Regions from separate parts of the Mus musculus genome. Here regions 1, 2, 3, 5, 6 and 7 are each linked to region 4. Evidence: chromatin contacts called from public ChIA-PET, HiChIP or PLAC-seq and promoter capture Hi-C data. All regions are on one chromosome and are shown on one strand. Each heading gives the region's core, a stretch centred on a gene start, on an enhancer-like site or on the middle of the called end of the contact. The rest is flanking DNA. Distances are from core to core; before and after follow the strand shown. Region 1 overlaps Itpkb (inositol 1,4,5-trisphosphate 3-kinase B). Region 2 overlaps Psen2 (presenilin 2). Region 3 has its middle 23 kb from the start of Gm31728. Region 4 holds the start of Acbd3 (acyl-Coenzyme A binding domain containing 3). Region 5 has its middle 3.1 kb from the start of Gm39713. Region 6 holds the start of Psen2 (presenilin 2). Region 7 holds the start of Itpkb (inositol 1,4,5-trisphosphate 3-kinase B).

Region 1 (3,681 bases), core at 258-2,757, 360 kb after region 4:
CTTCAGACTCCAACCTAGGGCATCAACCCTGGCAGGAAGTAACCATCCAGCAGGCAATCCAAAAACAGTTCTGTGGATCTAAACTCAGACAAAATGTCTTCCTCTGTCCCAGGAGTCTAAGGATACTACTGCTCACGTTACATTATTCCACGCCCAAGAACCTCGAACACTTTTGGTGCCATGATCAAAAGCCAGCTGGGCTGTGTATCCAAGGGAGAGTCCCTGCCATGTAAGGTCGGGTCCTCCTGGGAGGTGTATCACAGCTATAAAACCCCAACCAAGAATGTTTGTGGGGCTCCGTGTGTTTACACTTCTTGCTAACAGATCTACTTTAAAAACTTGACCTTCCTCGCCTCTTTCTCTTTAAAGATCCACAGCGCTCGCTCGGCAAACTGTCAAAAAGGCAGGGTGGGGTGAGAAGAGTGTTCCTAAAGCCAACCCCTAACCAGGCTTGGAAAAAAAAAGCACATCTCAGAGACACTCACTCACCCCCATCCACCTGATTGTGAACAGAGCAAGTGAAACCTCCTGGCTCCTCACCACATCGTGGTGGCCTAATTCTGCTGAAGTCAGAAGCATCAGCCAGTTCCTGTTCGCCAACGGCTCCCTGATCAGAAGGACCCATCTAAGCCCCATGCACACACAGAGAGAATACCAGCAAAGGCAGGAAATGCTTGGCTGAAAGAAGGCAGAGACAGAGAGGTAACATTTGTTCCATGTTGTGCCGGGCAACTGCTCTCTCAAGAGAAAGATCAGTTTATGAGCTCATGGCTGCTCCTGCTGCAGGGCTACAAGATCAAAAAAAAAAAAAAATCCTTTCTGCTGGACTGTCCATATTCCTTGTGGGACCTCAGTACAGCTGTCGCAAAGCGCTGGCCTTATATCTTCAGAGAGGGCTGGATTGACCGAACCGGCATAGTAAAAGCCTAGACTTAATTCAATCACCTAATCTTACGATTCAATGATTCAGCTCCAAGAACCACTGAACACACCGGGCAGGTGGTAACAAGGACCAATCACTCGTATCTTTCCCGCTTTGCCAGTCTAGAGCCCTGCTTTCCGGTCTTGTCCTAACCTTATGGAAGTAGGAATTCGATTGTTATTCCTTTCTAATTATTCATCTTTCCCTGCAATAGATTAATCTATACTAACCCTATGGAAGAAATCTCTGAGTTAGTGTAACCTGAAGATAGTGATTTATTTCTGTAACAGTAAGATATCTAAACCAAATGTGCTCTGTGTTTCTGTAGCTAAAACACTGAGGTCTAACGGGTCTGGAGATTCCACTTTGTTTGCCAAAGCCTAAGTGTGTATGTTTAAATGAGAGAAAGTGATTACGACGAAAAAACGGGGAATGTCTGAGTGGGTGAACGAAAAAAAAAAAAAAAAAAGAAGAAGAAGAAAAGAAACAGTTGAGATATTGCTAGAAAATCTGACTGCACGCATAGTCCTGGCGCCCACGCACGAGAAGGGCGGAGTGCCAGCATCCTGGGGTGAAGTGCTGAGCTTTGCAAAAACAAAGGCGCTCTGCGCAGGGGCCCTTGAGGCTAGCCTACATTTCTCGCTCCATATTTACAGACATAGGTAAATTAACCGATACATCTAAGGCCCTTTTACCCTAGCCCAAGCCGGCTTGAGTTGCCGAGCTCAGGGGGAAAAGGAATCAAGACCCAGATATGCTCATACAGGGTGGGCACTGCAGATGCCATTTGCCAGCAGCGCAGCCAGGTCCGCAAGCCAGTCGCCCTGTAGGGGAAGAGTGCCACCGCTGCCGCCGCCGTGCATGCGCAGCGGTCACGTGATGTGGAGGCGGCCCGTTACCTAGGCAACAGGGGGCCTGACCCGCTCTATGGCACTCTGGGTGCCTGCTCTCTAAGTGGGAGGAACAGAGCACAGCCCTTGCACCATGTTGTGGGAAATAACTGTCCCATCGCGGCCACTTCCGCTGGTGTTAGGAGAATGGATGTGCTTGTGTTTGGATATTCCTATTTATAGAATAGGTACAGTACTTTCGTATTTTTTTGAGGGGCTGGGGATTGAAGGGGACTTGTGCATATTAGGAAAGGGCTCTGTCACTGAGCCACGCCCATTTTTCCTTTTCTTTCTTTCTTTCTTTCTTTCTTTCTTTCTTTCTTTCTTTCTTTCTTTCTTTCTCCTTTCTTTTTTTCTTAATGAGACAGCGTGTATAGCCCAGGCTAGTCTCAAACTGGTGATCCTCCTGCCTTACCTAAGGACTGGAATGGATTATAGATGTGCATCACCATAGGGACTTTTGGGACAATTGCAAGGGACAATGTAAGCCCTTAACTCTCAAAGACTTACATCTTCTTTTTGCTTTTTAAGTGGCCAGATTCAACAACTTTTGGGGCCAGGACTGCTGTTTCTGTTTTTTGTTTTTTTAAAATCTTCATTTCTCAGGGTGCTACACTGTCTTACTCCACTGACAGCTTACAAAGGCCATGGATTTCTGCATTTAGTACCGTAGTCCTGAAACTTCTATTCCCCAGATCTCATAGGACCCATGTCTAAGTACCGTTTGCTTGTCTATTTAGACTTTAATAATGCAGTCGCAAACTGAAAGCAGTGTACCTTCTCAGTAATGAAAATGGGGCTACTCTACTAATTAGCAATAAATGCTAACAGGACAAGTACTTCAGAATGGTTAGCATGCCATAAAGTCACATTACTAATTATTAACTCAGTAAATTAGTTCTCCAATGTAATTATACATGGCCACAAAAGCACTAACGTGACTTATCTCTTAAAACATTATATAATCTAGGCTAGCCGCTGCCGACACAACTGGTCGCTGACAGTTTCTTGTGTACGCTGCAATGCGTATTTCCTGTATTAACTGTGTGTGCGCTACTGGTGAAGGTGAACGAGACTGGAGAGGAACGTGACTCACCTTTTCCTGGCTCGCTGTGAAAAAAACCGAGCAGGCAGCCATAGGAGCTGCCCTTCTGGAGTGTGTCACGGTTTCTCACTAGGGAAATGAGCGAAGTGATGTGACAAAGGCCCTTGAGATAACAACGACAGAGGAAGGAGGTTTATACGTGAGGTTAAGCAGCGCATCATCTGGCAAGCCGACAGCCAGGCCTGTTTCTGAAATCACCAACTACTTACACAGTAAGTGATGGGTACTCCACACTGCGGGGCCCACGGCCACAAGAGTCTTTTATAAGAGAAAGTCTGTTAGCATCATCCAGCCTCCGGCTCATTTAAAATCTTGAACTGGAATGACCTTCCCACTACGGGACAAACTCCTTCCCAGACAGACTCAGAGATTTACCACATGAGTACTTCAGTAATTAAAAAACACTCACACAGTTGCTCTTCCTTGGCCTTAAATGTTTGGAGATGAATTCTCAAACAGGCAGTAAATCAGGGCAACGTTTGGTAACCATGGTCCACCAGAGATTCTAAGGAAAGCTCAAGGTTGGTAACTGAAAGGCTTCGTATGGAGGCCACCCTCTTCTGTAGCCAACACATCCTAGAATTTTGTAAATATTTAGGAGCTCATTCCCTTATCACAAAGCTCACATTTTCCAGAAGCCTTTCTTGCGGCCAGAGGGAGGGAAGAGATTTGAAGGTTTTGATTCCCTCTGCCTCATACCCTACCAACTTCCTGGGTCAACTGCAAACATGCAAAACACCAATGTGCACTTCCATGCACACATC
Region 2 (4,176 bases), core at 254-2,753, 500 kb after region 4:
GCGTCACTGGATGCAGGTGTATAGTTTTACACTCTAGTGCCATATATTTTTTAAAGAAATTTTCTTTCCTTACAAAAGAAGAAGAAGAAAAAAAAAAAAAGAATAAAAACGTGTCGTGTTTACTTCGTGATGAGGAAGCAGAAGCCACCCTTCGGTGCTACCTGTCTTGTCACCAGACTGCAGCTTGCCTGTCGGAGCATCTGTGGCGCCGGTGGGATGCTTGGATGCTCAGCAAGCAAGCGTCTCTTCAGGGATGAGGTCGTGTGTGGAGCAGGTTGGGGAGGATGCAGGCCCCTGTCCACGTCTGTAAGTCTCCAGGGATGATCAGAAGGAACAGGTGCATTGTGGGAACCAGGAGGCGCCATCACCCTGACCAGAGGTGGAAAGCCCGTGTGCAGTCATGAATGTCCCCAGTGCTGTGTTTGTGATGTCTGTTACTTTAGAACCTTAGAAGCCAAGTCCTGTTCTTATTTCTGCAGTGACTGCTGGGAAGTGGCTTAATAATGATACCAATAAACAGATGCTCCTGCTGGAATGCTGGTGTTTGGCCCCTTTGTTCTCCGCTGTGTAGTGAGAGGGGCTAGGGGCGGGGCTTAACCCATTGTCTTAGGGTTTCTGTTCCTGCACAAATATCTTGACCTGACCAAGCTTAACTGCCTGGCCTCTCTGCACTGGGTTCTTTAACTAAAAAGTTCCATAACAGGGCATTGGGAGGTATTGGGACAAAACCTGCTGGAACCACATAGATCCCTGGCTATGGCTTTGGTAGGTTGTATGTGGGGTCAGAAATACTGCAAGGAAGTTGCTAAAAAGCTGAGTGGTTGCTTTGACAGATGTCCGTCCTTAGTAGAAGCCAGAAAGCCAAAGGGCTAGGGGGCCACCTGGGTTCAGAGTTGCTTCCGGTTCCTGCCTGCGATGAAAGGCAGGCAAGCTTCTCTCTGCCTCAGCCTGGCACAGGTTGCTGAGTCTCTGAAGTGCCTCTGGGTGGGGACGTGAGACCACAGAAGCTACTGCCCTGCTGGGGCTGCAGAGAAAACCCAGGTGTGTGTGCTAGCCCCAACCCTGTGCTCCAAAAGTAACTGCTGGGTACTGAGCAAGGGTGGCGCTTCTTCCCCCGTAGCACTACCTGAGACACAGCAGAGACCCAAGAAGACCAGCAGGGCAGGGACACATGCTGCTGATATCAGACACCATGTTGGAAGTTGGTAACTGATACAGAGCAGAGCCTGGGAGACCAGAGAGCAGCTGAGGATGCCGGGATAATTCCTCGCCATTAAAGCACCGGTGGCGGCGGCGGAGAAAACAGAAAAGCCCATTACAACTGTCAATTATGGAAATGTTTATCTTCCACAGAGTAGTTCTAGGGTGAAGGTTGGGTAAATGTTTTGATCTTAGCAGCTCGAGGAGATGTTTATGAAAAGGCTAGCCAGGATAGAGGCCACACTCAGCGCCGAAAGTGGAAATAGAGGTGTGCCCCGCCCCACCGTGTAAACGAGCTGACGCGGGGGCGGGGCGTGGGGAGCAAGGTGAGCCGTGGTTGGTCCCTGAAGGACCCGCGGTTCCTGGCTAAGACAGTGTTAGGACTGGGAAAACACAAGTCTCTGAGGGAAGTGAAGTGGAAGTGTCACGAGGAAGAAAAGAAAGATCCTAGAGTAGATTCGACCTGAACTCTTCACAGCAGAAGGACCCAGCACACGAGTGGAAAAGACAAAACAAGAGCAACAACAACCCAAAACAAAACAAAACAACATCAAAACCCAGTAAACCAAAAACCAAAAACCCCAGGAGTTCAAGAGAGATCCAAACGTCCTGGAAAGGACACTGAGCAGATCTGCAAACCTCATCCCCGCCCTGTGGAGCCAGTCAGCTAATAACTTCCTTATTGGTCTCAGAAATAAGTGATTAAAAAAAAAAGATATCAATCCTATTGCCTTTGTACCCATTCTTAGGACAATCTGTTCCTTTAAAAAATTCTTTGATAATTTCATGTATAATATACCTTGATTATATTCTCCCCCGTTCTCTCCCCGCCCTCCCGACCCCCTTCCGAAAGGACCCTTCTTCTCACCAAGTCCTCTTCCTTTACTCTCGTGTCTTGTCTTGCTCTTTGTGTCCCATTACTGTTCAGGGCTACCTGCACAAGTGTGGGAGGGGTTATCTATCTGAGCAAGGACAAGTTACTGGTCGCTCCAGGACCAAGGGATGTGACTCGTCCCCCAGGGACTGTGAGCTGTCTGTAACTCCTCAGGGGAGGGTGGGCCACTGCAGAGCCCTCCCTCATCCATGATGACTGTTGATAGGCGTGAAGTCAATTTGTACTCCAGCTGGTTTTATTTTAGACGTTGGCATGGTTGTTTTTTTGTTGTTGTTGTTGTTGTTTTTTGCTTTATAGAAATGATATCATTCTGCAGTGTGTGTGTGTGTGTGTGTGTGTGTGTGTGTGTGTGTGTCATGGCACAAACCTGTAGTGACAGTTCTGAAATTTTGCTTTCTTTTAAAAATAGAGAATCACTGTATCGTTTTAATCCCAGGTGTAGGGTGTGGGGCTGCTTCCGACTGTCCACAGCAGCTGACTCTGAGGCTCCTCCTGCTCTTGCAGTTTCTACAATTGTGTGGTGTTTAGAATTCTGGGAACTTTTCAGAGGGTATTAATGCTAGGGCCCAGAGAGGCGGGGTTGGACTCAGGGGATTTGGATAGGGTTTGTTAGTAGTCGGGGAGCGGGGTTGGAGATGGATAAAAAAATGGGAAAAAGAAGACCCCCACAAAGTAGCAAAGAGCAGCTACACACATCTGGAAGCTGGAGGCAGTATGCAGGGGTCTGTTCCTCCCTTCCACTGGATCAGCCCCAGGGACTCAACGCAGATGGTCAGGCTTTGTGGCAAATGTCTTTACCGACTGTGTCACCTCACTGTCTCTTCCTGTGTTTTCTTGTCCATCTTGAAACCTGTCTGTAAACGTGGTGCAAACACCCTCCCCTCCCCGGGGTGGGGGTGCTTTGCTGTGCCAAATTAGTTTGAGACTGTGTGATGCTTCATGTATCTTTTGCCTTGGAATCTTATGAAATCTTTCTACACCGTCAAGGCTTTTCTAAAAGCTAATGTTTTTATTTTGACGATAAGATTTTTAATTCTTCTTTTAATTTAGGAGGGAGGTGACTGGGGTTTTCTGTTGTTTTCTCTCTCCAGTTGTCCAGTGTATTGTCGAACTCTCCTAACATATACCAAGTTTCCATAAGCAGTAGTGGACATCTGGATTCTCTGCTGTGTTGCATGACATTGGCTCTTCCAGGCCTGCAGGTGAATGGAGCCGCGGGGTGGGGGGAGAGAAGACCCAGTTCTGAGAGCGCCTGGCCCCAGGAGCTCGAGGCAGAGGGAGGTCAGTCTAGCACTGTACCCAGTCACCCCAAAAGAGGCAAAGCCTTTCAGTTGCACAGCATGGAACGTGTGGAAGCAACACACGTGCCCACCGTATGAGACCCGGAGACCCACACAGTGATAACATGACTCGAGGCTCCGTCCTCTCTCTCCTCTGTGTTCCCCACTCCTCCCCATGGGTGGGAGGATGTTCAGGCTGCAGGACCACTTTAAAAAAAAGTCAGGGGAGAGCCAGGCTGTGGTAGCATATGCCTTTTAATCCCAGCATTTAGGAAGCAGAGGCAGGATGATCTCTGTAAATTCAAGGCTAGCCTGGTCTACTGAGCAAGTTTCAGAGCAACCAGGTCTACAAAGAGAAAACTTGTCTCAAAAGAAATTAAAACAAATCGGGGGGGGGGGGGGAGTGGATGAGGGTATACAGGTGAGCCAAATAGTAATTCAGGGATTTCCAAAGCTCTGGTAGAACTACGCAATCTCCAAATAGCAGCAGCAGGGAGTCTACTCTGTAGAGTAAGACACGGGGCAGGTGCACTGCACACAGCTAAGGAACGAGGACAGCCCCAGACACTGGCTGGTCTCTGCCTGCTGCTATTCAGTTCTGGCTATTGGATCTCACCATCCTAGGCCCACATGGGTTACGGGCAGTGCGCAGGCTAGTGCAGTGGAGGGACTCCAGGAGCAGTGGGCACAGACAGGACCTGGGCTGATCAGAGGAGGCCAGAGTCCTTCATCCACATAAGATATGCCTGGTGTGTTCCTGGCCTGGTGTGTTCCTGGCCACGTGGAGACAGAGCCTGGGTT
Region 3 (4,133 bases), core at 250-2,749, 450 kb after region 4:
ATTTTAGTCTGGTTTAGTTTTAGGGTATGCTTTAAAAACACTTAAAACTGATGGTCTCTTAAGTAGACTGGGACTTACATTGGAGTATTGAATGAGTGTTGGCAGCATTGATCTATCAATGTGCTATTTATTAAGTTTTCTAGGCCATACATTCAATTCTTTTTTTTTCTCTCTCAAGACAGGGTTTCTCTGTGTAGCCCTGGCTGTCCTGGAACTCACGCTGTAAACCAGGCTGGCCTCGAACTCAGAAATCCACCTGCCTCTGCCTCCCGAGTGCTGGGATTAAAGGCTTGAACCTCCACTGCCCAGCTATACATTCAATTCTTCTACATACAAGGATGGTTTTCCGGTTTCCATGTGCCTTACAGGCTGGGGCTACACTGTGTGATTGAGCATGGCAGACCCTTGGCCACTCCTGCTGGGTCACAGGAGTCCCTGCTCACAGGTCCAGAAATGCCATGTGCCTTTGAGATGTGTGTGTTTGTCCTGAGCCCCGGGACCTTGCTTACTTTAGTGCCCTTAGCCCTTGAGCTCCCTGAGACACCAGAGCATCCTAAATTATAGCATTATAATTGATAGAATGTCAATTAAGAGATGTCTGTATCTTGTGACTTTAGGAGTTCATAATGACCTAAAAATTACCCCTAGCCAACAGAGCTGCATTGTTACATGCCTTGAAGATGAATATGCTTTACTGGAGCTGTCATCAGATGATATCCTCACCAAGGAAGTCAGCAAGACATCTGCAGGCCAGGCCCCTTTGCTGACGATTCACATGTCCAAACCGACCTTACAGATTCATACAAGTCCCTAATAGCAGATGCCTTACACCTCAAGGCCCTCAAGAGGACGGAAGACAAAAGATCTGTGAAGTCAAAATAAACGTGAGCGTGTTTTATTATTACTGCCTTGTTCCATCCTCACCCAAAGTGAGGTGGCACACAGATGATATATGAATAACAACTTGAGAGTAATTTTTGAATATGTCTGAAGATCTGTTTGAAGGCATATCATTTCTTGGCCAGCAAAAGGACTAAGCATAGAGAATCTCTGTAGCTGTACGACACTGGACTATACCCCACCCCCTTGTGTTTTGGCTTTAAAATCCTTGATTAGTAGCTTGCTTTAAGTAAATAGTAGTAGCTGGTGCTGTTGGAGAGCACGGTCTGTTTGCCATTTGACCTTTATTTTTAGATCTGGAATCTGTAAGAATGAAAGCAAAGTAAGGGTTCCCGGTACAGTTAGCCATCCTAGAGGAAGCAGAAGAGCAGGCAAGGCTGTGGGGAGTGGAGGAGAACCTGTAGCTCCCTCACCCTGCAGGAGGTGACTCTTCTGGAAGCTCCACCCAGGCAGGAAACCCCTCCGCGCTTGCGCATTTCAGCATTTCTGTATTTCGTCAGCCCTGCACCTGCTGGAATCTCCTGTCTGGCATGGACTCTGTACAGTCACCTGGTGTCCCCAGCACAGAACACCCTGAGGTCTTTTTCCTACTCAGTCAGATGCCAGAGGGTGTGGCCAGCTTTAGTTACAGAGGGAAGAACAAAAGTCATTTCACCTCTCCTGCGGAGCCTCTCAAACTGCTGGCACAGCTCCAAGCCTCTCAAACTGCTGGCACACTGCGGAGGGACGTTGCATAAACTCAGGGCCAACCCTTTTGGGTTTACCATTTAGAAATGAAAACCTGGGTTCTTCGATCCCAAACTGCTCTGTACTTACTGCAGGCCCATCTTGTCTTTGCTGCTCATCTGCAGCCTTTCTAACAGAAAGACCCACAGCAGTCACCATGTCACTGCCTACTTCTTTTGGGAGGTGACCCTGGGGAAATCCACATCGGTGTCATATGGGAAAAATGACAACCCCAACCACTGAAAACACTAAACTATTAAGCGCTATACCTAAGCACAGTATCGTATACCAGAATGTGGACAGTTCCTCCTCTCCCCAGCCTCCCCTCTCCTAGGAGTTAAACAACTAATAGATACAAAGTTGCATCCAAGTGCCCTTGCCACCACTCATGTACAAGTTCAAAACGGCCTCTGTGTTTATCAGGAAATGCTAGAGTCCTAGTTTCTACCATCTGGCTATTCAAACATTTCTAACCATGATTTACATGTGCCCATTAGGAGGCTTCCTCCATTCAAATGAGATCTTTCTTTTTCCATAACCTAGAGATTTAGTTGAAAATGACCAGGTAAGAAAATCGAAAACTTCCAGGAAGGAAGGGCACAGCAACATACTTACGTGGGTTATCCGGGCTTGCCTCTCTCTCTGGAAACATGTTAGGTGGAGCCTGAGGCCACTGCAGAACAGCTAACTCATCTCCAAATTTTGTTTGCTGAAGCCCTTTCTGGTCTGCAGAATGGGCGTGATAGAGCCAGAATCCTCAAAGTGTCTGTGCTTGGTATGTATCTTGGCACCCATCACGGATTCCTTACATCTAAAAGACCTGTGGGGGACCCAGAAGACTCAGGCAGGTGTCCCTTGGCAGTCAAGAGAACTCGGCAGTTGTTCATGACACATCTGATCCCACGAGCGAAAGAGTCTGCAAAGAGATAAGCTTTGTGTGTCCTACATTGAGTAACAGACGGATTGCTCTCTTTTATCCTATTCAAATCGGCCCCGAGTCATCATGGTTGCACATTTTTGTAATTCCAGCACTTGTAAGGCGGAGGCAGGAGATCAGAAGTTCCAGGTAGCCTCTACAACATACCACATTCAAGGCCAGCCTTGGCCACAGGAGAGCCTGTCTCAATCAAACAAACTATGTTGCCCGTGAACCTTTAGCAGCATTTCAAGTGGAAGCCTGTAGAACTCCATCTTATTGTTGTAGTAGATTCTCATTAAAATTGGAATCATGGGGGGTGGAGAGATGGCTCAGCGGTTAAGAACACTGACTGCTCTTCCAGAGGTTCTGAGTTCAATTCCCAGCAACCACATGGTGGCTCACAACTGTCTGTAATGGGATCCGATACCCTCTTCTGGTCTACATGAAGACAGCTACAGTGTACTCACATACATTAAATAAATAAATAAATAAATCTAAAAAGAAATTGAAGTCATTAAAATGACTAGAGAGTCATTAGAGAAGGACAGAATGAAGACAGTACTTGCCTGGAGCTGAGGGTCAATGGAGGAGTTGATAGCCAAGAGCAAAAGAGGGTGTGTGGGGGGGACAAGGAAGGGGGGAATGAGGACAAGGGGAGGGGGCTGGAACTCTTTAGTATGAGAATCATATTCTCTATCTGGAGCTCCATGGTATTTACACAGGCATACACACTTGATGAAAATCATTGAACTGTATACTTAAAAGTGCACGTTATCGTGTGTGAATTCTACTGAGATAGGAATGTTTAGAAAAATCTAAGCTTGAAATATGGTGAGATAAAGCCCATATCAGGGGTATACTATATTTACAAACAATAGCAAATTCCTTAGGGGAGGGAAAGGAAGCCCAGCACTAAAGGGGATGTTTTGTTAGTTCCAAAGCAGGACGTGAGCAAACGTGACCACGTCTGCCTGCAGCAACTGTACTTAGCAGCTCGCTATGGTCTTCAGAAGGCCAAGTAGGTAATTTTGGTACTTTATAGATTATTGGAGAGCAACTACATCCTGTTTCCTGGAATGCAGGAAGGGCTGAGGTCACCTCACAGCACACACAAACAACACAATTCACAGGTCACTCGGGACAGGGCATCTTGGAACGAAACGAATGATCCCAGCCTCGGAGGGAACCAAATGGTGATTGTTTCAAACTGTCCGTTGCTAGCTTTGGGAGTTCAAATCCCACAAAACAAGTCATCTGCGTCTCCTAGCTACTTTCCCCTTACTGAAACAAAACCCCCGGCCAAATCAGCTTCAGGAAGGGCTCATTCGGGCTCACAGTTTGAAGGAAGCCATGGCAGCGAGGCGAGGCAGGTGAGGCATCTGACTTGCAGCCACACTCCAGAGCCAGAGATGACTGTTGGCTCAGCTCCCCTTTCTGCTCTGTCTGGGACCCCAGCCCGTGAAACCGTGTCACCCACCCATTTCAGTTAACCTAATCAGGAAAATCACATGTGTGCCCAGAGGCTTATCTCTGAGTTGATTCTATATCCCATCAAGCTTACAATCGATATTAACTGTCATACTGAATA
Region 4 (3,931 bases), core at 748-3,247:
TCTCAGTGTTTTCTTCTCTTTACGAAGATACTGCTATTTTCAAAATAGATGGGCTCAGATGAAATACCTCTCCACTCCCTTTGTTTCCCATGCAGCAAAATCAAAGATTAGAATAGAAGTTGGTTCTTTCTGGCTCTGGAGCCATATCTCATTGGTAAAGAATGCACAATGCTCTTCCCAAGGACCCTAGTTCAATTCTCAATACCCAAGTCAGGCAGTTCAGAACTTCCTGTGACTCCAGCCCCAGGAGATCCAACACTTCTGGTCTCCTGGGGGACCCACATTGACACTGATACATACACACTCACTCACTCACAAAAATTAAAAATTCTTAAAAAATAAAAAAGAGAGAGAGAGTTAAAGTTGGTTTGTCCCTGTTTCTTGCAGCTTATGTTATTAAAATGCAAGTTCCAAAAATTAACTTTTAAGGGCAAGCACTGCTATGTGAACTGTACAGAAACCAGTGGATTCGCATTTATTTACGACAAACTCTAAAATCAAATCGGCGACTCAAGAGTTAAAGTGATCCTAAACTCATTACCACACAGGAAAGGCTGAACTCCTCCAGCCATGGCAAAGAACAGCTCAAGGGTAAACTTTAAAATACTATGAATTTAGAGTAACCATTTATTGTTCTGGAAAGTTTCATAGAATCTCACCTAGTTTGCACAATGAAAGTTGATTTAAAAATAAAACTACCTTCACACGGGTCACTACAGTGAACAACTCAACTTTAGCTGGTGAACTAGGCAATCCGAAAGCCCTAACTCTGGGAAGCTTGTCATAAATATGGGGTTCTAGAATGCAGGTGGAACCTAGCAACCCCTTTAAAGTTTCATTTGCCCTTATCTTGCTTTGTTTTCCCACGCAAGAACCTAAATAGCCTTTAAGAATCAGACTATGAGTCAAGCTCTTTCCCACTGACCAAATCTTGTGACTGTTACCTCCAGTATTAACTAGAGAAGAAAAAAGGCAGGAAATCACCGCACATCACAATTTTGTTTTAAGAAACAGTAGAGAGAGAGAGAGAGAGAGAGAGAGAGAGAGAGAGAACGAGAACTTCGCGCTTTAGTCTTCATCATTCACTTCCATGGTAGAATTTCCTAGCCACTTAGAAGTTACTAGAACACAGTGGCCATCACTTACTCACTCAGGCAAAAGGGAATAAATGAACTTAGTATTTTACTTCATCCTTCGCCACATCCCTATCGCCTAATGATCATGTCCCACACACGCTCACGGTTTACAAGGCTAGAAAAGGGATGTGTGGGACCCAATACAATTTTCTTCCACTAAGATAGTTTTTTTTTCTCTCTTTAAAAATCGCTTCGATGTTGTCGTGAGCCGTGAAAAACCGATACATAACAAAAAGGCGAAATCCATCCCAGAATAGGAGCCCCGGGGAGCGCGCGCTCCTGTCCACTCTAGCTCGTGGAAACCAGAAAACTTAAACCAGGTGGAACGCCCCAGCAACTAGGCGACACGGGCTGCTAAACCAGGGTTCTAGGTCTCTCAGGGGTGTGACCAGGGGCCGGACCGGCAGTGACAAACTCTCGGTGCCACCAAGGACGGACCGGCGCTCCGGTCACCCCGGCCTAGCTCGGGTGGGTGGGGCAGGCATGGCCGGCCCGCAGTCCCGCAGGGGCGAGTGACCCGCTCACTTTTGTAGAAGCGCAGCGCCAGGCCGTAAAGCTCCTCCAGGCCAAAGCCCCAGTGCTGCTCCATCCGCCGCGCCTCCTCGGCCGCGCCCTCAGCCGCCGCCTCCCCGGGCTCCCGCTGCTGCCCCGAGGCGCCGGAGCCCAGTCCATTCCCCGGGGCCGAGGACGGCGGCGTCTGCGGCGGGGCCCCCTCCGCGCCGGGCCTCTCCTCCGAGTCCGGGCTCAGCGTGAGACCGTCGAGCGACACCTCGAGCTGCTCTACGTTCAGCTGCGCCGCCATCTCCGCTCGCAGCGCCTCCTCGGCGGGGACAGGCGGCGGCCACGTATCGACTTCCTGCTGACCTCTCACCTCCGCTCGCCGACACCGGAACTTCCGCCGCCAAGGCGGCTGGGGTTTGAAAGCGCCGGGTGCCCCGCCCCCGAGCGTGTGGGCCACGCCCTCCCGTGCCCTCGGCTTGCTGGGGACCTCACGCCCCTCTCGGAGAGAGGCTCACCCCACCGCCGTGGCCGTCCCAGGGAGCCGGGACGTCCCGTGGGGTTCGTGGCGGTCCGCGTTGGTCGGGGGTGTGTGAGGTGAACCCCAAGCAGCGGTGTTGGGGGTGGCTGCTGGTCGCGTCCGACCCTGCAGGGGACAACTGCAGAGACATCTGTGCAGAGTCGCTGTTGGGAAGTTGCAGGCCAGTTACGGAGTCTCTTGCAACTGCCAGACGGTCAGAGCAACTGCCGTCTTCATTTTAAAGTAGAAATCAGGCTTTCGTCCCCTGCAGTGTTTGTCCTCTCCCTTAATTTATGTTCGTTCTCCTAAGGGAGGGAACGGTTGACTATTTTATTTTTTGCTATGTAGCTCAGGCTGACTTTGAACTCACTCGTTAGCTCAGGTTGCCCTTGGTCCTCCTGCCTTAATCTCCCGAGGGCTTTGACTACATGTGCAAGCCATCAGGACTAGCAATAAGGACAGCATGAGGCCAATTCAGCTATCCATGCCACGAAAGTGTAGGACCAGAAGACAGAATCTCTGCAGTGTCGGGTATAAGAAAGTAGGAGGTAGTTAAGGAGAAACAGCCAGAGTACATAGCACTCTCCTTTCTGTTTGCTTTTGTTTTTTTTGAGACATGGTTGTAAGCTACATAGCCCTGGCTGTCCTGTCACTATGAAGGTCAGACCAGACTAGCCTCAAACTCATAGAAACCCACCTCCCTCTGTTCTCGAGTGCTGTATTCTGGGATTTTTGGTTCCGTAGCAGAGTCTTCCAATTCATTAAAAGTGAAAAATTGTAAGATTTTCATGCATACACTGGGCAAGCACTCCAGCTTAGGGCTCTTTCATTGAGCTGAATGAATGGATGAAAGCACACTTCAATTACATACAGTATCAGTTCAGCTCAACATGATTTAAGGACTACCTTGTATATCATATACTATGGAAAATACAAAGGACAGTAGTCGTGTCCTACCCCTCGGCATCATGGTCCAGGAGGTGAGTCCGTGCCAGAGCACAATAGTATGGCCAGGCTGCTGGAAGGTACCTTCTGCCTCAGCACCTGTGAGCGGGTTCCCTAGCTTCTGTTTCCTCTTGGTTTGTTGAAAACACTGGAGTCATGAAACTATGTGTTAATATGTGTTTCAAGAGGCTGTGACATCACCAGAGAGCCTACTAACCCATCTTGAAGTTTCTGTCACCTCTGTATAGTGTCAACATGGGACCCAAGACTTCAATACATGGCCTTTGGGGGGCATTCCATTCCCAAAGTACAGTAGTGTGTAAAGCAAAATGTAAAGGAGTTGGGGAGGATTGCACACCTGTAATCCCAGTGCTTGGGAGGCAGAGGCAGGCAGATCTTTGAGTTCAAAGCCAGCCTGATCTATAAAATGAGTTCCAGAACAGCAGGGCTGCACAGAGGAACCTGTCTTGAAACAAAACAAAACAAAACAAAACAAAACAAAACAAAACAAAACAAAAAATCAGAAAGGCTTTGCTGGCTGGTAGTTTTTAATAAAATGTGACCACCATTATGTGCAACATTAAAATATACAAGAGCCCTTACCCTAAGGGGAGCTCACAGGGTAGAGTGTGTCCCTGGAGTTGACTAGAACAATTGGTATCTACTTTAAATCTGAACTGTTTGGTAGCCTGTTAAAATCTGGAATTTTAATGTCATATCATCAGGTTTCTGGCTTACCTTAAAATGAAGCAATCTACTGGCTATGGGCCTAATGCTGGTGGTTAATGATATTAGCTGGTGTTATGCAGGTTTTAAGATGTGCCCTAAGTTC
Region 5 (4,219 bases), core at 3-2,502, 410 kb after region 4:
GTGTTCACTCCTCAGCTGTTGTGGGTAGATTCACAGGAAGTAGAACCCCAGCACATCACTTAAAAACAAGGACTTCTGAGAAACAAAGCGAGAAGGGGCAGACAAAACAACAGAAGGGTGCAAAGACAGAGTTTCAGCCAGAGACAAGTCAGAAACATGGGCTATCTATCAGGAGTGTGAATTCCACTACCTGTCCAACCTGGAGGCAGGGAGGAGCCAGACTCTGGCTTGCCTCTCTTGTTTCTCTGCTGCAAATGCCAAGCGAGCTGGCCAATGAGCTTCCAGGGATTCTCCTGTCTCCGCCTCTCCCCCTCCTGTGAGAGCACTGGGATTACAGACCTGTGCACTGCCGCACCCAACTTCTCTTTGTGGATTCAAACACGGTTCCACGCTTTCATGCCGTACGCCCTTTTCTCGCTAACCACTCCCAGGATCACGGAGTCTCTGAGTACTAGTAACCCTAGGCTTCTGGTTGCGGGGAGGAGAGAGAATTACCTCCAGAGCGAAGTTGTTCCCGTTTAGCCGGGGACCACTTTTCTATAGAGGGATGGGTACAAAGCATTAGCAGCCAAGATCAAAGCCACTGGGAGATGAGATCACCAACCTTAGGAAGGGATCTGAGGTAGGAGGACATAAGGAGACTACACAGATTCATATGACACGTCTCACTGTGGACATATATATTTACCCAGTGGTAAAATAAAAACAATAACATGTGTCTCAGGGGTCATTAGGAAGAGTAAGTGAGATTGTGCGGTGGGCACATAATAAGCAAATAATTTAAAAAGATGATTAGCTAGAGTGAAATTAGTGTTTAGCGATAGGCAGCCATTTGTGTCGTTAATGACTATAATTGTATGTTTATGACAATTGGCAAGGGACCTTACTCTGAAATCTCTGCCAATTAAATGAATGGACCTGCATGTCGATTTAGCCACTAAAGTCTTCTCTACCCTGTCGGCTTGATTTCCCCATTATTCAACCCAGAGATTGTGGCCACTGCAGCAGCCCCTGAGACTAAACTCGGAGATGCAGAATGAAATCATCACCCCAGCCCTCAGACAAGCCCAGGAGTGTTGGGGGAGGGGCAGGCTGGGAGCTTCTGGGCTGCTTCCCTGGCTCGGCTTGGCTTGGGATCTCTCTTCCAACCCAGACAGCTGACTAGATTGATTTCCAGGTCACTGTCTGTGCTGAAGTCATTGTTTCTAGGCCCTGAGTCATCACCCAAGGGAGATTCCCAGGCTTCCCCCAGACCTTCTGTCTGACACTCACCCTGGAGAGTGTCTGCGCCCTGCCCTGCTTTGCCCCACTAGTTGGGGCATGAACATACCTTGGTCCTGCTGGGTTTTTGAAGCTCACATGACTCATGGCGTGCACTTGAGTGGATGGATACAAAAGGAAGCAAACCATTCTTGTGGCTGAAGGCAGCTGCTCTTGTATTCTAAAGGACAACTGTAGTTACACTTGGTGGAAGAATAGAGACGCTGGGACACGGAAGACGGCAAGCCGGTGACAGATGCACTGCCTTTCTTGTCCCTAGAAACATTTTCTGCAGCTTGGAGTTTAATGGAGTCAGATTCTTTGTCTCTGACCTCTCCCCAGCTTTACATGCAGGGTTTCTGCTTTGTTCGCTTGTGTGGGTTTTTATGTTTTTGTTTTTGTTTTTGTTTTTTGCATTTCCCACTGTGACGAAAAAGAAATCAGAAACAGCCACCGTGGAAGAAAGGGGTAAAATGGGGGAAGTGAATAACTTGGCTGACTTTGGCCAAAGTGAAGGCTCCAGGGCAACAAGCTAAATTTGGTCAACAATGTGAAGGTTCTGCCTCCCTACAGGGACTGTGTGTGCTGTCCAAACCGGAGGACTGACTCCTGACACAGCTCCGGAGTCACGGCAGACAGAGCCCCATTTCAGCTTTGCCCTCCAGCCATCCCAGTCTTACCTTCTCAGGAAACCAAGGGGAAAAAAAAAAAAAAGAATAGGAGGAAGAGAGTTTCCAGCAAGTATGAGTGGGTGGAGTTGCCCAAACACAAGCAAAATGAAAGGACAAAGCACAACAAAGATGAAGCCCAGTGTGAGGAAAAGGAGAAGGATGAGCACAGCTCGCCCATTGAGGCAGTCAGAGCTCCGGCATGGCAAGGCCACCTCTGCCATTCTCCTCAGGGTACAGCTCAGTGAGGACATGGATCCATCAAGTAGACAAAAAAAAAAAAAAAAAAAAAAAAAAACCAACGACGATGGTGGTACAGTTTGAAAGCAAGATGTCCCCCATCTGCTCATGTGTTTAGATACTTGGTGCCCTCCTGGCACTGGTGTTTTGGGAGGCCATGGAACCTAGTTGGAGGACTGAGTCCATAGAAATGGGCTGTGGGACTGTAGCGGGCATCCTGTCTGGACTTTCTGCTTTCTAGTCTACAGAGCTATAACAAGCCACATGCCCAATTCCCTCTGCCATAGACCCAGCTGCTTCTGCTGCCATGCTGTCCTCTGGCTGCAATAAATTGTTATCCCCTGAGCCATGAACCGGGAACGAGGCCATCCTCTCTGACCTTGCTTCTGTCGGGTGTTTTGTGATAGTCTGAAGTGTAAAAAGTAACTCACACTGGTGGCAAGACAACAGAAACAAAAAAGGAAAGTGATTTTGGATTTAAGAGACTTAAATAGAACTTAGTATAGATCAAACATATAATTAGAAAAATAAAATATAAATTAGAAGCAAGAAGAAACAATACCATTGAAATCTGAGCTACAGGGCTGGAGAGATGGCTCAGCAGTTAGGAGCACTGACTGCTCTTCCAAAGGTCCTGAGTTCAATTCCCAGCAACCCCATGGTGGCTCACAACCATCTGTAATGGGATCCGATACCTTCTTCTGGTGTGTCTGAGGATAGTGACAGTGTATTCACATACATAAAATAAAGAAAATATTAGGAGAAGATGAAAAGAAAAGGAAGAAGAGGAAGAAAAAGGAGAGGAAGAAGAAGGAGAAGAAAGGAGGAGAAGGAGAAGGAAAGATGATGATGAAGAAGAAGAAGAAGAAGAAGAAGAAGAAGAAGAAGAAGAAGAAGAAGAAGAAGAAGAAGAAGAAGAAGAAGAAATCTGAGCTACAACCTTTGGGGAAAGCCAACAGTAATAATCAGTGACAGTAGACAACAGAGGCATGGATGAGGAGGAGAGAAAACGATGGTTAACACAAGGGTAAAAACAGCCCTGCACAAGGAATAAAGATGCAAGCAGAAGGATAATCAGGGGTATAGAGGTGGCTCAGCTGACAACCTGAGTTTGGTCCTCAGGAGCCACTTGGTGGAAAAACAGAACAGACTCTAAGTTGTCCTCTGACCTGCTCATGACCATGATGAGATTCTTCAGGGTTTGAAGAGATGGCTTAGTGGTGAAGAGGACTGGGGTGGGGTTCAGTTCCCTGCATGCATTTCAGGTGGCTCACAGCCATCTGTAATCCCACTCAAACAAAACAAAAGGAAATCCTTGACACCAGCTTGTCAAGCAGATGATACACACACCTGACAACCCTACCAATTCCACTTTTGCAACGTAAGTGGGAGACGACACAAGAATGGGCTTGACAGACGTGTCACATGTAATGCTGAGTGAAGGCACGCACACACACACACACACACACACACACGGAAGCATGGCTCAGGAAATTCATTCAGTTGAGTCGTTCATCACAGTGCTCACGAGTGCTCAGCTCCTCAGTGTGATCAGAACCGTGATTATGTTTCTTGTGTTAGACAAACCAAACTTGAGTACGACCGAGTCGTGGTGGTGCACCCCGGTAGTCTAAGTACCTGGTGGGTTGATGCAGGAAGATCTCAGGTTTGTGACCAGCCTGGGCTATGCAGTGAGACCCTGTCTCATAAAAGGAAACTAAACAAATGTGTCCCACTCCCTAAAACCTAAATACACTGCTCAAGGGAAAGGGTATGCAGAATCTGTGTATGAAGTTAGGATGGTGGCTTCCGTGGACGGCGAGGCTGGGAGGTAGACTGAGCAGGGAATTTAGTGAACATGACATAGTGCTAGTTTTTAAGAGGGAGGGCAGCTTGTAGTCCACTTAACATTTGTTTTGTTTGTTTTGTCCATATAACCCAGACTGGCCTTGAACTCCTGTTTCTTCTGCCTCTCACTCCTGACTGCTGGCATTACAGGCATGTGGTCCTGCACCCAGCCATCTTATTGTGATGATTGAAAGCATGCGAGT
Region 6 (3,982 bases), core at 348-2,847, 470 kb after region 4:
ATTGGGCTTTTTCAAGTGTGGTGAGCATGCCCAGGTCCAGAACTTCTGTCCACAACTTCCACATGATAAGAGTCATCTGTAGTAGAGAAGGATGGTGCCCCTACAGGGGGAGGGACAGTGGACATGAGGAGTACTATGGGCTATCATTTCAATGTCAAACAGAACAAAATGAAACCCACACCACCTCAAGCCGAGAAGGGAGGCAGAGGAAGGAAACACTTACTGTCTGTTCAGGATCCACGCTGCCCCCTGCCCCCTCATTTCTCTGTAATGTGCCATGTTCCTCTGAAGGCCCTCACACTATCCTTTCACAGATGAGGAAACCGAGGCCCAGCAAGGGTAAGGAACTGCAACAGACAAGCAGAAGAGGGAGATTTCGGACCTCCGTTCATGCGTCTATGCTATCTGCCAGGTAGAACCCACTTTCTCAATTGTGTTAAGGAAAAAATTCAAGATGTTGAGCTAAGTCCACAGACTCAGAAGTAGGTTGGTGTCTAACAGGGTCAGGGAGAGGGACAGGAAACCTTTCAATTATACAACTGCCTTTTATTTTTTAAGCAATGGGCTGTTTTACAATCACACAAGCCAGATTGGCACACATTGAAGTCACTAAATACCTTAAATTAAAATGATTACTTTTTTGCAGTGATGGTGGTGGTGAAGACATGGTCTCTATATAGCCTGGCTGTCCTGGAACTCACTCTGTAAACCAGGCTGGCCTTGAACTCAGAGATGTGCCTGTCTCTGCCTTTCCGGTGCTGGGATTAAAGGTGTACACACTGCCCAGCCGTATTTTTTTCTTTTAAAGACAAGGTCTAATGTGTCCCAGGCTGGCCTCGAACTTGCTATGTAACTAGGAATGACCTTGGACTTCTAGTGACAGGATTACTCAGCCATGCATACACCAGAATTGAGTATTAAACTCAGGGTTTCCTGCATGCTAGGCAGGCACTTAGTTGAACTACATCCCCAGCCCTACAATGACAATTTTATGTTATACGAATTTCACAGTAATTAAAGGAGAAATAAAGCTACATGAGATAATGACAACTGTGGCAAATTGTTGACAATTTCAACTCACTCCACAGACCGATCCTGCGATCACAACCCCTCCCTGCCCTCACCCCGAGGCTGATTCCTAGATCTCGTTGCAATTTTATCCCAGTTCATATTTACCCAGAGCTCCCCATGTATGTCGCGGAAGCACTCTGGAAAAAATCAATCAGGAGAAGGCTCCCGATGTTAGCTTACTTTAGACTCCATTTTAAAGTGCATGAAACCGGAGGAGGGAGGGGCAGCAGAGGCTCCTGAAATCACAAAGCAAATACCCACCCCTTGTCCCAGTGGCGCTGCCAGGCCCCTAAGAAAAGGCACTAGCCAACTTCAGATTTCAATGTCAGTATGATGCTGCGGTCTCCAGGGCAAGACACAGCGAAGGCCTGCACCTTCTGCACCCAGTGTTTTCCTGTAAACCGACGATGAAGGCGCAAGTGCACAGGGGAACCTGGCACCGCCCAAGGGACGGGACAGGGGCGGAGCCAGGAAGTGGGCGTGTCCCCCACCGGGGGCGTGTCTGAGGCGCTGGCGAACCGGGGCAGTGGGCGGGGCCGGCGCTAGCCCAGGAGAGGCGCTCCGCCCGCGGCGTAAACTCTACCCCGCGCCGCGGCGGAGCAGGTGAGCGGAGGGCGGGGGCTGGGTGTGTGCGGCCGGGTACCTGTCACCGATCGCGGGTAGCCGGCAGCATGGAGAGCCCGGATGCAGCGAGGCCCTTCGTGCGCACGCCCCTGACCGCTGCTTCCGTTGCCCTCCCGGGGCATCAGGGTCTGGGCTCCAAGCTGCGGCCCCTGCGGCGATCTCGGCCTCTGCGGCCGGCTCAGGGGCGAGGAGAAAGTGCTGGGGAGGCAGCAGTGCGGCCGGCCCAGAACTGGGGCTTGGAAGGAGCGTAGGGTGCAGCTCTGGGCCTCTGGCCGCGTCCGGGTGCCCTCGCGTCCCTTCCTGCCTCCAGAACCCCAGGCGCGGAGTGAGGTGTTAAAGGGCCAGTGCACGTGGGTCTCACCGCTGTGTTCACCAGGCATTTTGGTCCCTGCTACCCAGGCTCTGACCTGGTCTACCTGGGCTCTGCTACAGATGGGAGTAAGAACTTCTTCCTGTATGAGGAGCGAGGCGCCCAACAGGGCCTGAGGCAGGCGTTCTGTTACCAGCTGTGTTCAGTGTTTTGTAAATCCCTTAAGGCAGTAGGGAGACGCCCAGAATCAAGCCTCTGAACCGAAGGAACTCGGCAAAGCAAGAGCTAGTTGCCACTGAATTATACTGATGAAGAAACTGCGCCTAGGGCTGAGGATGTAGCTGTGTGGTAGAGTGTTGTTAGCCAAGCATGCATGCGGCCGGCCAGGAGAGGAAAAGGAGGGTGAGAAGAACAACTCCCAGAACTAAAAAGTGCGGTTGCCCAAGGTCTCCTGTGTAAGATACAGGGAAACCAGGCTTAGAGCCTGCTGCCTGGGCCTCTGTTTCTGCTATCCAGACATAAGTCCTTTGCCAGTTAAATGAAATGTCCTAGCACCTCTGCTTAGGGATTTTTCTTTAAAGATATGAATGGTTGTGAAATGACTGCATCCATTTACTGATGGAGGATTAGAGAGCCTCAAAATCAGAACAGATGCAGACCAATTTAACTCCGTCCCCAGAATAGTCTCTTGGAGTCAGAGAGACGCAACCATTCAGAATAGGTGCACCTGCTGGCTGTATAGTCCCTCTGTGGACACCTAAGCCTCTCAGGCCTTCAGCCAAGACTTTGGGCAGTAATTAAAGGCTCTGTATAAGTTGCTTCAGGTGTGTAAGCTTCAAGTTTTCCTTTAGGTGTGGGTGGCTCTGTGGAAGCCTGAGAAACAGAAGCAGATCCTGTGTTTTCCGTTGGTGAAGGGGCCAGCATCCCGACTTTAGCCTAGAGGTGACCGTCTGGGTTCATTCCTTGGCTCCCAGGACAGTGGCTAGAATCAGGTGGGCAGGGATAGAGTGAAGAATGGCAGAGGTGCAGGATGGGAAGGAAGCTGACAGAAAGTAGGTGTGGGTGAGTGGAGGTGCGGACTGAGCTGGAAGCCGGGTCCGGTTTGGAGAACTATCTCCTACTATGTAGACATGCCCCATACCTATGCCCAAAATATAGGCTGTACATCCATTCGTATGTGGAAATGAATATTTCTGCTCTCTGAGAAGGCAAAACAGACTAGGATGCGGAATGCTGCCAGAGGCTGCCGCTGCCGCTGTGTCAGCCTGGAGCAGTGTCTAGCCATACCCTGTCCAGTGGCTCTTCTGTGGTTGCTCACAACTCCACTGCACAGTTTGCCATGTAAGAGTCTCTCGCCAGACTTGGTCTCTCTGGGTTGTTGATGATAATAACCATGTGACATGCCCATGTGATAGGAATTGGACATTCATGATAAAGAGCCATTTTTTTCCCAGTGGTTATCACAGTTATTATAAAAACGTACTATTGGGGCCAGAGAGATGGCTCAGCAGTTAAGAGGGCTGGCTTCAATTCCAGAGAACCCCTGTTCAACATGGAGGCCCACAACCATCTGTAACTCTAGTTCTAGGAGAGCCTCTTCTGACCTCTGTGGATACCAGGCACAAATGTACTACACAGATATATCTGTTCTAGACAGACATACAGACAGACACAATACCTATACACATAAAATATAATTTAATTTTTTAAAGGAAGCTTAAGTAATGTGATAGCTCATGTCTGTAATTCCAGTGCATAATCACTGAAGCAAGAGAACTGCTGTGAATTCAAGACAAGCCAGGGCTGTGTAGTGAGTTTCAGGCCAATTGAGCTATGTAGTGAAACACTATCCCCAAAAATCAACCAACCACCCAACCACACAGCAACAACTGTTAAGTCACCAAACAGAGCTAAAGGAACACTGAGACAGTTAATTATGACTCCTTTAATGTTGGGAACCTGAGTTCTGGGGTGTGG
Region 7 (3,757 bases), core at 19-2,518, 400 kb after region 4:
GCAAACACCGGCTATCGAGGATGACAGGCAACCCTGCTCCACCCTCTCAGGACATCAGAGGCCAAGTCACAGGGAACCTGACCCGGACCTGCCTTCCCCAAACCGCTGCTGGAGCCGAGACCTGGAAGGGGACTTGTGTGCCCACCGTTTTCTTTCTGATCCTGGTCTGGGGCTATGCCTCTCGGCCTATGAAAGGCCGGGAAGAGCGCGGGGGTGGGTGGGGGTGGGGCAGTCCAGGCACTTTTCAGCACTAGCCTTGATGTCTGTCTGTCTCCAAACAAGTGTGTTTTGTGAATGTGGGCACGCGTGCGCGCCAGGGAGCAAACTCTGCAGTATCCAGCACTGGAATCAATCCTGGTGGCTCCCTACTGTCCCCTCAGACCCTGCAGCGAGTGTGTGTGTGTGTGTGTGTGTGTGTGTGTGTGTGTGTGTGTTTGGGAGAGGGGATGCATGTCCGCAGCTACTCAGCCCTGCGCGCATCCTGTTAGCGAGGACCCAGCTGCCCCCTCCGGGACCCACACCCCTCGGAGGAACTCTGGGCTTGCTTGCACAGTTGCAGCCCGGAGGCCTTCTAATTGTGCAGGCCTGAGAATTTGCAGCCCTTCGGGGTCCCGCAAGCTAAGCCCCGGAGCAGCGCGGCCGGCCGAGGGCAGGGCCTCGCGCATCCCGGGCAGCCTCGCCTGGCGCCAGGGGAGCCGCCGGGCAAGCCGAGCCCCAGACGCCCGCAGCGCGCCGGGGAGGTGGTGGCGGCGCAGCGGCCCGGAAGGCGATGGGAAAGTCGAATCGCCTCCTCTGCCCCCAAGGCCACGCCACGCTACCGTCCCAAATCAGCCTCCCTTCTCCGTCGTTCTAGCCCTCACCTCCGTGCTGTGCTCGGACCCCGGAACACCCAGAGGAACCCCAGCACAGATGGAGCGGAAAGAGGGTTCAGAGACGAGGGCCAGGAAGGAGCCGCCACGCTTACCTGCAATTGCTCAGACTTCCAGGTCCCGTGCAGGCGACATGCCCCGGGGACTCCGGGCTCGTACAGACCAAGTGGCTTAAAGTTTTTTTAAAAAAATAAAAAAGCTCCCAAAGGGTTTCCGCAACAACTTATGGAAGACGGAAAAAGTGGGGTGCAACGAAGCTGAATGTACCGGCGCAGGGACTAGGCGATCCCGGAGGGGACACCGCCAGGCCGACCCTGCGTTGCTCTGTGCTTGGTTGGAGACACTACCGCTGTCAGCGTCTGCTCCCTGCTACTTCAGTGTTTGTTCAATGTAAGATTTAAAAAAAAAAAAAAAAGTTGGGGGTTGAGGGAGGAGGCAGAGAGGCGGGGGCTTGGGGGAGGAAAGCAGGAAGGAAGTTGTGAGCCTGTCTGGGGTTGAACTCAGCGGAACAAGTTTTTCTTTTCTTCTTTTTTTTTTTTTTTTCTATTGCTTGGCAAACCGAGGGAGGGAAACACTTAAAAAAAAAGTTTCCATTGTTAGCTAACAAAAAAAAAAAAAAAAAAAAAAAAGACTTTAACTTCTGCGGGTTAAAGATATACGATTTATTTTCCATCCCTCGACCAAGGTTTGCTGGTGTCTAGTTTTATGAAGCTACGTTTGAAAACTGTTTTTAATAAAATTTTGAGTGTGCTAAACAAAGCTGCTGGGGGGGGGATTTTTCTAGCATCGAAAGAGGGGTAATATTCTGCCTAAGCAGAGGGTGTACTTGTACTACAATAGGCAACTTTTTACAAGGTATATTGCATATATTGCAGGGCATTTCCTTGCACAGTTTTAGGTTTTAATGCACCATGGTAGAATTTTGGAAGACTGGTTGGACTGTGAGCTGCTGAGTGTCTTGTAGGCTAGATGTGTGAAGGAGCTCTGCATTAAGCAGTTATCTATAAACGCACACAGAGGCTGTGCTGTTCGCGTATTTTTGCACTCAACTCTCAAAAAGTTATTTTAAGAAAAAGCATAGTCCTGGGGCTGAGGCCCGATCAATGTCTTCAACCACTTGCTCAGTCTCCTGTGAATTTACTCCTGCGTTTTCAAGGGTTCTACTCTACCCTCAAATAAAGGGGGGGGGGCACCAGGCAACACTGGAGGGCGGGGGACACTCCCTGCCCCCATACACACACACTTAAGCCCCACCCGGCACTGCAAGCCTGTTTTGCATAATTCCCTAAATCTTAAACTCTAGCGTTTAGTGGAAACAGGGAACACAGCTGCGAGGTTTAGGAGATTTAAGAATCCTAAGCTTGTATCCGCCCATATATCCTGATTAGCCAAACCTCGGATGGAAAACCTGACCGCCTGTAGCAAGCAGACAGCTTACTTGTTTATGTAACAATACCGTTGAAGTGAGCAAAGCAACCTGCAGCTTGGTCAGGAAAAGACTCAAGCAAATTTGAAACCAAGAGCCCTTCCAGCCAAGAATTCCTGGAATCGGACAAGTCCTTTCTGGTTTTGTTTTGTTTTGTTTTTGTTTTATTTTTTATTTTTTTTAACATACCCTGGAAGGCTTGAATCTGGTTTCCCTCTCACCCTCAATGGGGCTGAATAAAGATGCCTGTCCTGTGTGTGTTCTAGTATTACCGTGAGACAAAGAAGCCACCTCTATCTAGACTCCCTCCTTTGGTCCCTAGTGGCAAGAAGAGGAGTTACTCAAGCTATGAAGTCTAATCTGAGAGGTGATAAATGCCTCAGTAGAAGCAACTGAAGAGCCTAGCAAAGCTCCCACAAATCTCTACCTTGCCGGCCCCTGAGAAGCTGTTCCTAGTTGCTATTGTCTCTTGTAGGTGAGTCAGTCAACCTTCCCTAGTGAGAAATGAAGGCTGCTGGAACATGCCCTTAGTCTCTGAGTAATCCTTGGCCAGTCAGCTGCTGTCAGACAGGACATGGAGATGGAACTTCTGGCTTGGATGTAAGGGAGACAAGACGATAGTCCTAACCATGACACTGAGAGGGTTTGGCAGGGTTTAAGTCCCCAGATTGGAAGTCAGCACAGCAGGCTTTATATCCTACCATAGAATCTAGCTGGCTCCCACAACGTAAAGCAAAAGTTAACACTTCGACGTAGTGTTTGCTATTTCCAGACACTGGTTTAGGCACATTTTGAATATGTATACAGGACTAAGGACATAGTATGGGTAACAGAATGCCTTCCTAACATGCACCATGCCCTGTGATTGGTCCTCAGCACCGCACAAGCCAGGCTTGTTGGCCTAGTGACACGAACCTGTAATCCAGCACTGTAGTGGTGGAGGCAGGAGGATGAGAAGTTCAAAGTCACTATTAGCTACATCAAGAGTTTGAAAGCATCTTAGGCTATCTGAGATCCTGTCTCAGCAATCCCTCCTTACCTCTAACACACGCACACACACACACACACACACACACACACACACACACACACAAGAGAAAAACAATTTGCATATTGTCAACCTTATAACAACACTGTCAGGTAGGCGTTGTTACAGGCTTCATTTACACTAGAAATTAAAATTCAAAGAGGCAGCTCTCTGCTCCTCCCTGTTCCAGAGACAGTGCATCTTCTTGTGCAGTGCCAGCCTCGTCCCGTAGACAAAATGGTGAAGGCCGGTGTGAACGGATTTGGCCATATTGGGCGCCTGGTCACGAGGGTTGCCATCTGCTCTCTACATGGCAAAGTGGAGATTGTTGCCATCAACGACCCCTTCATTGACCTCGACTACATGGTCTACATGTTCCAGTATGACTCCACCCACAGTAAATTCAACGGCACAGTCAAGGCTGAAAATGGGAAG

Evidence for each region. Promoter capture Hi-C pulls out the DNA fragments that hold promoters and counts their contacts. ChIA-PET counts read pairs in DNA pulled down with a chosen protein or histone mark. HiChIP or PLAC-seq counts read pairs in DNA pulled down with a chosen protein or histone mark.
Region 1: an RNA polymerase II ChIA-PET map of effector CD8 T cells shows a contact between it and region 4, with 12 read pairs. The contact joins the enhancer-like site here to the promoter of Acbd3 in region 4. A contact is called at or near these places in 2 of 39 promoter capture datasets (the C10 cell line and pre-B cells), 2 of 115 datasets of contacts at active chromatin or transcription factors (effector CD8 T cells and microglia) and 1 of 9 other capture datasets (liver).
Region 2: a contact with region 4 is called in an H3K27ac HiChIP or PLAC-seq map of extraembryonic endoderm stem cells, with 6 times the contacts expected there. The contact joins the enhancer-like site here to the promoter of Acbd3 in region 4. A contact is called at or near these places in 2 of 39 promoter capture datasets (hippocampal neurons and pre-B cells), 2 of 115 datasets of contacts at active chromatin or transcription factors (extraembryonic endoderm stem cells and pancreatic cancer cells) and 1 of 9 other capture datasets (liver).
Region 3: an H3K4me3 HiChIP or PLAC-seq map of bone marrow-derived macrophages shows a contact between it and region 4, with 3 times the contacts expected there. The contact joins the enhancer-like site here to the promoter of Acbd3 in region 4. A contact is called at or near these places in 6 of 39 promoter capture datasets (the 3T3-L1 cell line, the C10 cell line, embryonic stem cells and 2 more), 3 of 115 datasets of contacts at active chromatin or transcription factors (bone marrow-derived macrophages, embryonic stem cells and large pre-B cells) and 1 of 9 other capture datasets (liver).
Region 5: a FOXA1 HiChIP or PLAC-seq map of pancreatic cancer cells shows a contact between it and region 4. The contact joins the enhancer-like site here to the promoter of Acbd3 in region 4. A contact is called at or near these places in 3 of 39 promoter capture datasets (the HPC-7 cell line, liver and pre-B cells) and 2 of 115 datasets of contacts at active chromatin or transcription factors (bone marrow-derived macrophages and pancreatic cancer cells).
Region 6: a contact with region 4 is called in a promoter capture Hi-C map of embryonic stem cells, with 3 times the contacts expected there. The contact joins the promoter of Psen2 here to the promoter of Acbd3 in region 4. A contact is called at or near these places in 21 of 39 promoter capture datasets (the 3T3-L1 cell line, the C10 cell line, the HPC-7 cell line and 11 more), 3 of 484 Hi-C or Micro-C datasets (CD8 T cells, myocytes and pre-B cells), 7 of 115 datasets of contacts at active chromatin or transcription factors (bone marrow-derived macrophages, effector CD8 T cells, embryonic forebrain and 4 more) and 3 of 9 other capture datasets (adipose tissue, liver and pancreatic islet).
Region 7: an RNA polymerase II ChIA-PET map of memory CD8 T cells shows a contact between it and region 4, with 131 read pairs. The contact joins the promoter of Itpkb here to the promoter of Acbd3 in region 4. A contact is called at or near these places in 3 of 39 promoter capture datasets (the HPC-7 cell line, liver and pre-B cells), 3 of 115 datasets of contacts at active chromatin or transcription factors (effector CD8 T cells, memory CD8 T cells and pancreatic cancer cells) and 3 of 9 other capture datasets (adipose tissue, liver and macrophages).

The regions. Positions count from the first base shown.
Region 1 is chr1:180,363,472-180,367,152 of GRCm38.p6, reverse strand. All of the region lies in intron 2 of Itpkb (inositol 1,4,5-trisphosphate 3-kinase B), which reads right to left. Among named protein-coding and RNA genes, the nearest start is that of Itpkb, 35 kb to the right of the region's middle. Within about 2 kb of position 1,507, at least 352 of the 459 cell types and tissues checked have an H3K27ac peak or open chromatin away from gene starts, as enhancers often do. A contact at or near this core is called in effector CD8 T cells, liver, microglia and 1 more, where this site is marked.
Region 2 is chr1:180,223,363-180,227,538 of GRCm38.p6, reverse strand. It overlaps Psen2 (presenilin 2), which reads left to right. Exons shown (of 11, transcript NM_001128605.1): 11 at 1-535. Among named protein-coding and RNA genes, the nearest start is that of Gm37336, 3.1 kb to the right of the region's middle. Within about 2 kb of position 1,503, at least 272 of the 459 cell types and tissues checked have an H3K27ac peak or open chromatin away from gene starts, as enhancers often do. A contact at or near this core is called in extraembryonic endoderm stem cells and hippocampal neurons, where this site is marked.
Region 3 is chr1:180,277,192-180,281,324 of GRCm38.p6, reverse strand. No RefSeq gene overlaps it. Among named protein-coding and RNA genes, the nearest start is that of Gm31728, 23 kb to the right of the region's middle. Within about 2 kb of position 1,499, at least 112 of the 459 cell types and tissues checked have an H3K27ac peak or open chromatin away from gene starts, as enhancers often do. A contact at or near this core is called in bone marrow-derived macrophages, liver and neutrophils, where this site is marked.
Region 4 is chr1:180,724,109-180,728,039 of GRCm38.p6, reverse strand. Acbd3 (acyl-Coenzyme A binding domain containing 3) reads right to left here and starts at 1,997. Exons shown (of 8, transcript NM_133225.3): 1 at 1,662-1,997. The coding sequence starts at 1,938.
Region 5 is chr1:180,310,069-180,314,287 of GRCm38.p6, reverse strand. No RefSeq gene overlaps it. Among named protein-coding and RNA genes, the nearest start is that of Gm39713, 3.1 kb to the right of the region's middle. Within about 2 kb of position 1,252, at least 210 of the 459 cell types and tissues checked have an H3K27ac peak or open chromatin away from gene starts, as enhancers often do. A contact at or near this core is called in bone marrow-derived macrophages, pancreatic cancer cells and pre-B cells, where this site is marked.
Region 6 is chr1:180,253,915-180,257,896 of GRCm38.p6, reverse strand. Psen2 (presenilin 2) reads left to right here and starts at 1,597. Exons shown (of 11, transcript NM_001128605.1): 1 at 1,597-1,674. It overlaps Gm31728 (predicted gene, 31728), which reads right to left and starts at 1,492. Exons shown (of 3, transcript NR_168339.1): 1 at 1,333-1,492; 2 at 224-347.
Region 7 is chr1:180,327,987-180,331,743 of GRCm38.p6, reverse strand. Itpkb (inositol 1,4,5-trisphosphate 3-kinase B) reads right to left here and starts at 1,268. Exons shown (of 8, transcript NM_001081175.1): 1 at 965-1,268. It also overlaps the pseudogene Gm5069.